2 separate regions of the Anas platyrhynchos genome follow, and region 2 is linked to region 1. A link is a contact called in public Hi-C data. All regions are on one chromosome and are shown on one strand. Each heading gives the region's core, a stretch centred on a gene start, on an enhancer-like site or on the middle of the called end of the contact. The rest is flanking DNA. Distances are from core to core; before and after follow the strand shown. Region 1 overlaps RCC1L (RCC1 like). Region 2 has its middle 15 kb from the start of CASTOR2.

The links. A called contact is a pair of places that touch in the nucleus more often than the background predicts.
Region 2: a contact with region 1 is called in a Hi-C map of subcutaneous adipose tissue, with 1.8 times the contacts expected there. The contact joins two enhancer-like sites. A contact is called at or near these places in 2 of 8 Hi-C or Micro-C datasets (liver and subcutaneous adipose tissue).

The regions. Positions count from the first base shown.
Region 1 is chr20:8,664,765-8,670,277 of IASCAAS_PekinDuck_T2T, forward strand. It overlaps RCC1L (RCC1 like), which reads left to right. Exons shown (of 11, transcript XM_027445996.3): 11 at 537-1,912. The coding sequence ends at 614. Among named protein-coding and RNA genes, the nearest start is that of RCC1L, 17 kb to the left of the region's middle. Within about 2 kb of position 2,562, at least 4 of the 8 cell types and tissues checked have an H3K27ac peak or open chromatin away from gene starts, as enhancers often do. A contact at or near this core is called in subcutaneous adipose tissue, where this site is marked.
Region 2 is chr20:8,809,971-8,815,041 of IASCAAS_PekinDuck_T2T, forward strand. No RefSeq gene overlaps it. Among named protein-coding and RNA genes, the nearest start is that of CASTOR2, 15 kb to the left of the region's middle. Within about 2 kb of position 3,706, at least 1 of the 8 cell types and tissues checked has an H3K27ac peak or open chromatin away from gene starts, as enhancers often do. A contact at or near this core is called in subcutaneous adipose tissue, where this site is marked.

The DNA.
Region 1 (5,513 bases), core at 1,312-3,811:
TCTGTAGCTTCAGCTTTCCTTGAGCTGTAAGTGTACTTGAAGTGCAAGAAGTGCAACTGCTCTGGTTGGTGAGCTGGGTCTGCTTAGCAGCAAAGTAAAAACTGCCTGAGGCGAAGCCAAGCTCTTGCATCTCTCCTGTCCTTGCTGATGAGAGAAGAGGCTAATCCTTGTGGTGCTTGGGCAGGCCCTCATCCTCTTGTCTGCATTTTGCTCTGGTCGGTTGTGCTGCTGCTGAGCAGATGGGCTGAGGCTTTGGTCTCCTCACTGGCTGCTGCTGAGATGGTTCTCTCTGTCCTTCCTGAGCTTTGTGCCCTCCTGAGAGGGGGGAAGGGGAATATTTGGCAGTTTGATGCACAGGCACGTCTGGTGCTGGATCTTGCTTTCTCTGCGTTCTCAAGCTGACTAGTCTGTTGGTGCGAGTTCCTGTAAAAGCAACTGGTATATTAAGTGGGAGGGGGTGGGGGGAGAATGAGAAATAGGAAATAGGGTGCAAGGTACCGGCTTGAGAAATAATCTGCTCTTGTGCTCTGATGCAGGTGACTGTGCCCGGTGAGGTGGTGGATGTTGCGTGTGGCGTGGATCACATGGTGAGCATGGTTAAATCTTTCACCTAGCAATGCTGTTGGGCCTCGGCGCTGCGCCTTGAAGACGGGGAGCTCGGTGATGAGCGTCTGGGAAAGGGAAACTCGCTCCATGGAGCCAGGCAAGAAGTGACTGTGGGCAGGGACAGCCCCTGCAGTGCCTCGGGGTGTTCTCATCTCTGCGTTGCTGAAACATCCCGGCCTGCCTGTGGGAGGGAAGGATGCTCCCTGAGGAGGGCAGCAGTGCACGGAGTGCTCTGGCTGCTTCCTGACAAGCTCCCAAAGAGGCTGAGGCCCAGCCCGCAGCTGGTGCATCCTGTGTGTGAGGATGAAGAGATCTCCCTCAGGGAAGACTGGTGTGAGGTGAAATCTGTAGCACAGGGCATTCGTTTACGGGTGCTTTCTTTGTCACCAGCTCTGGGGTGTCAGCATTGGACTGAGCCAAGCTATTTCCCCAGGGAAAGCTTTACAGTTACTAGTTTTTTATGCGGAAGAAAACTCATTCTGGCTGTTGGAGTCCAGCACAGCTCTGCTCAGCATCCCCCCCCGCTGTGCTCTGCCCAGGCTGCTGTTCCCTGTGGAAGCTGGACACGGCCAGGGGCCTGCAGACAGCCCTGGGCACGCCACCTGCCACAGGCTCTGCGTGTGCACTGCAGACTGAACAGCCAAGGAACATCCAGGGAACACGTTTGTCCCGCTGGGAGAGTGGGAACTTGTCTGCAGGGGGAAAGTGCTGCTGCTGTGGAAGCACAGGCCCAAGGGCAGGGGCCAGTCCAGCATCTTTGTTTCCAGCCTACTTCCATAAAGGTCCCTCTGAGCTGCACGTGGGGCTGATGTTCAGGCAGTGGAAATAAGCAGCACTCACTGTCACATAGTGGTCTCCGTGTGCTGATCACAAACTGCTGCCTTTGATTTTTGGGCAGTCCTGGCAGTCCTCGTCCCTGGGGTTACGGGGGCTCTGAGTTGCAAAGAGCCCCTGGGCTGAGCCTGGCTCTCCTGCAGTGCGTGAGCCTTAGCCGGCTGTAGGCACAGCCTTGTTTTGTGGTGCCTTTTTAGCAGAGGAGTTGTGTTAAGCTCATCTAGGGTGCAGTGAGCTAAAGGAGATGGGAAGCAGCAGCTGCATGTGCCTGCAGCAGCATGTGCCTCACACACAAGTGTGGGACGGTCCTTGTGAAATGCTCCCAACCTCAGGTGTAGCTGTGTCAGTTATGTATGGGGTACTCCTGCTTTGTAAAAATAAATAAATAATAACATTTTTAAATATATGTTTATTATTATTATTTTTGCAAAATGCAAGCATTTGTTATAAATAAAGTGATTAAGTCTTTGTATCTTTGTTTCTTAATAATGGAAATGTTATTTGACTTCACAGAGGGGCTGTTCTGTGTTTAAATTCAGGCATTTTGGTGTGGTGTGGCAGGAACTTCTGTCACCTGTGATACCTCCCCCAGGAGGAGCCCTACTGCTGTAGGCCAGTAGCCACGCTCCTGAGGGTGCCGTATTTAGCTCCCTTAGCTGGATTTCTGTACCAAATCGGTTTTGTGTTAGCCTGACCAGAGCTTGGGGCTGAGCTCTGTGCTGAGGCAGTAACTTATGGAGGACTTCACATGAACTATCACGAAGGTGAACCAAAGTTTGCAGTCCACCCTGTCTTTGAGCTACTCTTAACATTGCTCTGAGCCTTGCGTTGTGGTGGTGGGTTGGGGCAGAGCAATCTGTGAATGTTGGATTGTGACAGTTCACTGCTGTGCCTTCCCATTAACTGAGCCCTGATTTATACCTTCTGCAGCTGCTGGGAGCAGCCTGAGTTGCCCAAATGTGTCGTGTTGGCCTCCTGGGAGCAGCTGTGCCCTTTTTACATGAGGAAGCTTATTAAAGCATTGGAAATAAATACAAAAAGATCTGGCAAGGAAGGTGTTTGTAACAACTCCCTCGGGCACGCTGCTGTTTGCCGGGGCTGCAGGATTGCAGCTCGGTGCCTGGGCCCTCTGCAGGCCTGCAGCTGCTCTGCCACCAGCGCTGCTCCGGCCTCTTGGAGAGCTGGGCTGGGGCCTGGTGCCATGTCCTACCTGCTTGTCTTGCAGTCTTGCTGTGCAATAAATTGCAAAGTCTGTGTGTTAATTAAATGCCAGCAAGGTCTTTAGCCCTGAATAGAAGTGTTACATGGCTTAATGCACTGGGGAGGGTTGCAATTTCACTGCAGTGGCTGTGGGCATTCACTAACACACAGTGGGGTGGGAATAGGGTTGGTGGCAGAGACCTGTGGTCTGGCAAGTATCAAACCCAACCCTCGTTTTGGTTACAGGGGCGTTGCTGGAGTGATGAGATCAGGTTAGAGCTTGTCAAGAGCCACTGAACGTGGCACCTGTCACTTTGTTATTCAGCATCTTGCACTGTCTGCAAAACGGGGCTGGTTTCCAGAGGCAGACTGACACCAGTTCCCCCTGTACTTGCCAGTGAAAGGCTGCACGTGCTGGGCAGCTCATGCAGCACAGCCTGAGGCTGCCCGGCTGCCAACAGGGTGTGTGCAGGGGCTGCTCTCCTGCCCTGTCTCCAGCACATCCCGCATTGGGCCCCAAGTGCTGAGGGAAGGGATGAGCAGAGAACTCCTGGGGCGCTTGTCACAGCCCTCATAAACCAGCAACAACCTTCCCTGCACTGGTTTTCTACTGAGAAGGCAATAAAGATGAACGTATCAAAATAAAAAAGGATGCAAATAATAGAAAAGTAATTACTTTCCACCCCCAGTCAAAGGAAGCTGTGTCCTGAGGGGTTCCTGCCGCCCCCAGGATGGGTCAGGGCCGTGTCCGAGCACTGCCAAGGGGCAGGGACCCCTCTGGGGAGCTGGGAACGATGCGCCTGGAGGCAGCTTTGCACCATTTCGTCCTGCAGAGCCGCAGACGAGCCAGCCCTAAATATACCTACCTGCAGAGAGGGGTGGGCGCAAGACGCACACGGGGAGCAGCTCAAATCAGAGCTAAAATAACCTCCTTGATTTTGCATTGATTAGCAAGAGTAATTCGCCCTCCAAACACCTTTGCGCTGTCAGTTTGGGCTTAAAATAGCCTGAAAGCAGCCCGGGACGAGCTGCTTGAGCAGAGCCGTGCACGAACCACCCCAAGCACCCCGGTGGGCTGCGGCAGGGCAGGACAAGGGACTCACCCGAATTTCCACTCTGGAGCCAGCCCAGCGATGGGGCAAATCGGAGCCCCCGAAACCAGTTATTTTAGGCACCTGCTACGTTATGGTGAGCTCTTTTCTCCACAGGATCCTTCAAAAACAAGTGACTCAGAGAACTAATAATTAGCCTGGGGCGTTCGAAATGCCGCTGGAACGATGTTCCTTCGGCGTGACTCATCACACTCCAGATTTTGTGGTGTTTTTTTGTGGTGTGCTGGGCCACCCCCCAGCGTCTGTGCCTCTTTGGGTAAAGGTGGAGAACCACTGATGAGAGGGCCCCATCAGCAAATGGAGTTTTAGGAGTCTAAGCTCCAGTTTTACAGCCAAAATCCTGCACATTTACCCCAAGACCCCAGTCTCTTTTGTGAGTAGCCATGTGCCTGGGAGACCACAGGGGCTGGTTTTGTGTTGCAATGGCTTTTTCTCAAGGCACAGCACTAAGGGTGCATGTCACCAACACTTGGTGCTTGTTTCCAGATGAAAATTTTCGTCTGGAAAATGTTCAGGTTAATGGTCCCATACCAAAGGTTAATGATCCCATACCAAATTCTTAGGTACATGCTCTTTAAATTTGGCCAGAAGTGTCAAAAATGGGCTGATCTATCTTAAAAAAAAAAAAAAAAAAAAAAAAGCGAGCTACATCTTATAAAGACAATGCCAAGCTCTGCTTTATTTTCATCAGTTTGATCAGTACAAAAGCAGACAGCGTATGTTTCATTTTTTTTTCTTTTTCATTTTAATTAACACTTTACAAAGTACAAAATATACTGTCATTTGTTTTGGAACATTAGTTTTTTTTTTTCTTTTTTTTTCTGTGTATGTTTTGTGTGTTTTTGTTTTGTTTTGTTTTTTTCCCCATACAGTACATAAATCTCAGCTTTTCAGCGTAAGACCAGCAAAGAAAAGAAGCGTGTGCACTCGCTGGGAAAGCAAAGCCTCCACTTCTCAGCTCCACGCATCGCGCCCGGGGCACTGTGCTGGCTGCAGCCCGAGCCCCTTGGGCAGCAGTGGGCTTGAAAGTGTCACCGTATCAGGGCCACCTGCACCTCGTAGCCCCACAGCCTCCCCAGTGCCAGCAGCCCCCCCACAGCTCAGGGTGAGCCCCTGCCTTGGTTTGCATCAGTCTGGTAGTTAAAGGGGGGAAAAAATAAAAATGCTTTTTTTTTTTTTTTTTGTACTCCCCCAAATGAAGGGTCCCGAGCGGGGCTGCGGGAGGTCGGGGTGCTGAGGGTGCCCCTGTCCCCAGCCCAGCCTCTGCCAGGCAGGTGGGTGTCGGGGGTCAGCAGCGGGATCTCACTCACTTTACAGAGACAGCGGTACCTAAACAAGGGGCTTTAAGGTCCCCAAGGTCTGTGTGCCCCTGGGCTGCCCCGCTGGGCCACCCGGAGCAGCCAGGGGCAAGACCCTGGGTGACGCTGGGAAGATGCTGCACCAGGAGCCCCTCTGCTTGCTGGAAATCTGGGGCACTGCTATGACTACGGGCAATCCTGGGCGTTTGGGGAAAATCCAGGCTGCTTCTCAAGTCCAAAAGAAGGGGGAGGGAGATGCCGAGCGCTACTGAAGCCAGGTGAGACACCAAGGGGGTGGCGGTGCCCTCCGGCTGCTGACCCGCACCCACACGGTGTGACACTGCCCCGTGCAGTGCAGCTGCAGCGTGAGCCCAGAATTACCCCAGGGCTGACAACACAGTGCCTGTCAGCCCCAGGAACCAACCCAAAATCTGTCCCTAAGTACGGATGGGGATGATCGGGT
Region 2 (5,071 bases), core at 2,456-4,955, 150 kb after region 1:
CAAATATCCATGACAAATTAAAAGATATCAAGCATGATCACAGGAGGCTTCATCCGATAGTCAAGAAAAACATGGTTATTGTGCTGTTGTCCAACACAGAAGCAAAGATTCATTAGAAAGGTGTCTTGCAAGTAACGTGGGCTTGCAGAATAATCAAGTTCTCTGAACATAAATGTCCTGAAAATGAGAAATATCATGCTTAGACCACTACTGCAAGCTTTTTTTTTTTTTTTTCCTACTCACAAAATAAAAAAGGAACTTCTTTTCAAGACTCCAAGTGCCTTTAACTGCCTTTGCTGAAGAAATTATTAAAGGTTTGTTTTTCCTCTTTAATTTTTTTTTTCCTTCCCCCTTCCCTTAAAGGGAGTCTGTCCCGACTGTCTGGAGAGAGTGGCACTGCTAAGGCGCTGAGCCGACAGAAGGCAGGCTGCCTCCCTGGCACAGCAGAGTCCCCATCTTTTTGTGCAGAGAAAGGCAGTTGTGTTGTGGCTGCTTTTCAAAATGGCTATAAACCAACGCAGGGCTTTGCATCCAAGCAGCACACCTCAAAAATAATTATTTTATTTTCCCTCACTTGTTCATTATATATAAGCAGAAAGCAAATACAGCCCCAAATCCTTTCAATTAAATGAGAAGCATGTTGCTATAGCTCCAGCTGCTTTTCCAGAGATGTTTCAAGGAACCTTCTTCTAGCAGATTCTTCATATTATATCAATTTTCATCTGCTCCAGCAGCAGTGAGGATAGCATTGTCATTTCCATATTATGGTCATTTTGTGCAAGTCTCTCTTGGGAAGCTAGCATGAAATAGTACAACTCTACCAGACCTTTCTGGGATAATATTAGTTTACACCAGCTCTGACTTTCAGGCACATTACCTACCTACTAGTAAGGTGTGTGGAAACAATTATGAGAGATGTAATGAAAAGACTGATGTGGTTCTGTAGTTGTTCTATGTTTTCTTGCACCATATTTTGCCAATTTACAGACTACTTCCTTATTAACCCTGTTTGCCCTCACAGTATCAGAGCTAAGCTGGAAGCTGGTTCCTGCTATGGTGATCTATCACTTTGTGCAACACCTGCATCTGAAATTGGACAAGAAATATAGATTTACTATGGAGTAGCAGCAAGCAGCCCACAGTACTGAACCTGCAATCTTTACGAAGTTGGAATTCCCACAGGGTTTTGATTGAGGTGTGGAGAATTCAGTTTCAAAGGTCATGCATGAACAGAAACATAGTGAGGGCAAATGCCAGGAGGGACTCAGTGGTCCTGAGAACACTCCAGGAATGTTAAACATCATACACTAACATAAAGATACCAAGAGGTAAACTCTCTCTGCAAAGAACAGAAATTAACTGTCATTTTGCTCTCTGTTCACTTATTTCCAGCTAGATTATTCATTATTTTTTAGAACAAAATGAGAAACATTCTTCCATCCAACATGAATGCGATTTAAAAAAATATTTTTCCCCATTTAATTTGGAATGAAAAATTCAGCTTGATTTTTTTTTCAGTGAAACTGTTCATTTTGTCTTATCTTTTTCAATTTAGACTTCCATTTACATGTTTCAAAGAGAAGAGTTTATAAAAGAAATTGTTCAAAGCAGATGTTTCAACAATGTCAAAACCTTTCCTGCAAAAATGATTAAAAAAGACAGAATGTGATAGGATAGTCTCAGAACAAGCCCTCTCCTGAAAACATGTTTGATTTTAATGAATTATCGTTTTACAACAGAGACATTTCAATAAGAAATTCTTGATTAATTCCTCCCAATAACCTCTCAAGAAAGAACATCCTTTTACTATCTATGAGCCTTGAATTACTGAGCAAGTGTGCTGAAGGGTGCTAGAGACAGGTATGTGCTCAAAGCCACCTGGGTGCTTCTCCTTCATGAGACACTCCGGTAACCTCAGAGGAAGCACAGAGAAAATACTGCCCTCCAAACGACAACAGAACAATGCAGTCCACATGCCCTTGACAAATCAGGACAGAACAAAGCATGTTGTTGTATTTCACTTGCCACTCTAATATCTTTTTACATGCTCTTCAGTGAGGAATACAAGAAGAGTACATCGAGTGGCTTTAACCATTGTGCATTATCTTGTTCTGAACCTATATTGATGATATACATAAAATGTATAAAATGCATGCTGTCGACTTTCCATGGTTATGACTTGGAAAACGGTAAATTTTTGTGCGAGAGTATAAGCCAGATTTCCTAACTGCACCTTCCAAGTGTCAGTGCTGCTGTTTACTTTCTTCCCTCTCCACACCTGCAAATTTCAAACCCACAAAAAACAATGCTGCAACCTGCACCCAAATACAGGACTCACTGCTCACTCCTGCATACACGTTTCTTCTCCGAGCAGGTGGACAGAAGTCTCCACATGGCTTGAACTTTCTTTCAGTATGGGCTTGCTGACTTTTCATCATTTTTCATTATGCAGCAGCAAAGTATAGCAAAACCTTCACAGAATACAGATGCCATTAATATAAAAATAGAGAGAAGGGAAAGAAAAAGATCTTGGTGACAACTATATGATTATGAAATTCCAGAACTTTGCCAGATGAACATTAATATAGTTCCAGAGGGTCACGTCCACAGTTGTTTGTTGAACAGAAGTTTGTACAGGCAGATGACAATGTGCTGCACACATTTAAAACATTCACCTATACATTTTTAAGCAAAAAAGTATAATTAAGGGTACCTGTCAAACCTTCTCTCTCTATCAAAGACTTTCACCTTACAAACAAGATTTGCTTCTGCTCTACACCTGAGAAAAGACAAGCGATTACATTCTGTACTTGGCTGTGTTACTGCTCATCAAAGAGACAAAGGAAGAAGGCACACACGGGGCCCCAGATGGACAGATGAGACCCAGAAGGCCACAAGCATCAGGGATGTACCTGCTTCCATGATCCACTTACATTTTGTCTCAGAAAGCACATTAAGAACTCAATATGAAGAGCGGCATATGCCTACTCATATCAAATGGAGAAGCTCATTATTTCTTAGGGTCAGGCCTTGAAGACAATATAATTTCCATAAGGAAACACTGGCAAACCATTTATTTAATTTATTCATCCACAGTAAAATAAACGACTGTTGCTGACACCACTGTTAGACTGGAACTGCTCAGGAACTGGTCTGCAACAAAGGGAACGAATTCTACTGTTGAGAAGACTGGGGGCGGGGGGTCTGGGGGGTGGCACATGATGGGGACACAGACAAGCTCCACAGTTCATTGGAAAGCTGAAGACCAAACACTCTTGCTGCAGAAAGCACATACCTCACACATACTCCTATCAACAGGAAAGCAATGTTGGCTACAACCAGTGCTCACAGGGAAATATTCTGCTCACTGAACAGCCAGCCAGGTCATTTCCCTGGCTCTGCCTCCAATTTCAGCTGGTTGCAGAGGGTATATTATCTTTATAAGTGATGCACATAAGATCTGTGTAAATGCAGTATCTGGTTTTAAAACAACCCTCTGTCATGATAATATCATCTAACAAACATCAAAACAAATGCACATCCCACCAACTAACCCTCAGGAGAGCTGCGTTTAGAAGGAAATACAGAGCTCTGCCATTAGATTTATGTTGCTGGCTACATCTACTGGATACTATCAAGGCCAAGTTGTAATCTTCCTCAGAGAGTTTCCCCCTCCCTTGCAGGGCAGAGCTCCCTTGGTTTCACTGGGACCAATATTTGGCTCTGGGAGCACAAACTACAAAGCAGCAGCCAGGCCACACTGCTGCAGCTCATACAGCAAACAGCAGAAAAGGAAATGAAGAAGCTAGTACTGCCAGTACTTTCTAGGGGGAATGAAAAGGTCAGCGTTTCACAGCTATGTCCTGCATATAGACACGTATGTATACATTTGCAAGATAGTTGTTCTTTCCCCCTGCTGTGCTATATGTTGTTCTGTACACACAGCTCTCCGCTTTCTGATCGCAAGCCTTGAGGAATTAGTACTGGAACAACTGCCCTGGACATGCGCATGATTGACGTGGCTGTACTCCATTTAATCACACTCAGACACAAAACTTTCACATCCAGGAAAAAAGAAAAAAGAAAAAAAAGTTCAGGCATATGGAGCTGCCACCACCTCCCCCCATCCTAGTACCAGCACACTACGAGTGCCTAAACCTGACAGCGCACAGGCTTGTTTCTGACACCTTCTGGAAGAAAAGCAATAGTTAAATAGGCATGAGGGCCCCTACTGTATGTCACTGACATTTTATAGTACTGGAATCAGGTGGGCTTTTGCTGTTTCATCTATATTCCCTTGTTTGTTTTGTAATAACCAGGCTATTTTTAAAAACAGTCATCTGTCCTGGATATTTGGCTTTGAATGCAGTACATGAATTAACCTTCAAACGTGCATATTTAACAGCCTGCAATTATTGCAGTCATCTTTCCCTACAGACCCATTTAAACAAATAGCTCCTCTTTGTGTATGGTAAGCTTCCCTGAAACCAGCAAACCCGACAACGCAGGCACCGAGCGTAATTGCAGGGTCCTGTGCAGGCAGCAGACAGGAGGCACAGGCAGAGACGTGCACAGGGCTTTGGGACTCGGCGCTGCACGGGTTCCCCGTCCACTGCTGTGGTTCAGCAGAAGGTTCTGGCCTAGAAGAGGTACAAACAACAGAGATGATGCCCCAAACTGTGACAGTCATCTGTGAGCATCTACCAGAGCCCGTAAGCATGTGCTTACTGTTAACCCCTTCTTAAAGTCTTCCTGATATCAAAGGGACTTAGCATGTGCTTGAAGGCTCTGCTGAGCACACGAACTGAAGCACATGCATAAAAGTGGTCAGATGTACTGCAGTCTCTATAAATTGAAAAGTTATTTTTGAAGGCAGCAATGAAAGACAACAAATATCTTCCAGAAGGCTTAACAGAATACCCTTAAAAACAAGATTCATGGGGTCAGTGCAACCATAAGCCCAGGATTCACTGGGATCATATTTCGTTAGAAATCAGCCTGTATGCACTGGGAAGAAAACAAGGCAAAGGAGTTTGTAGAGCTTTAAGAATAGTTTCTGGTATCTAATAGG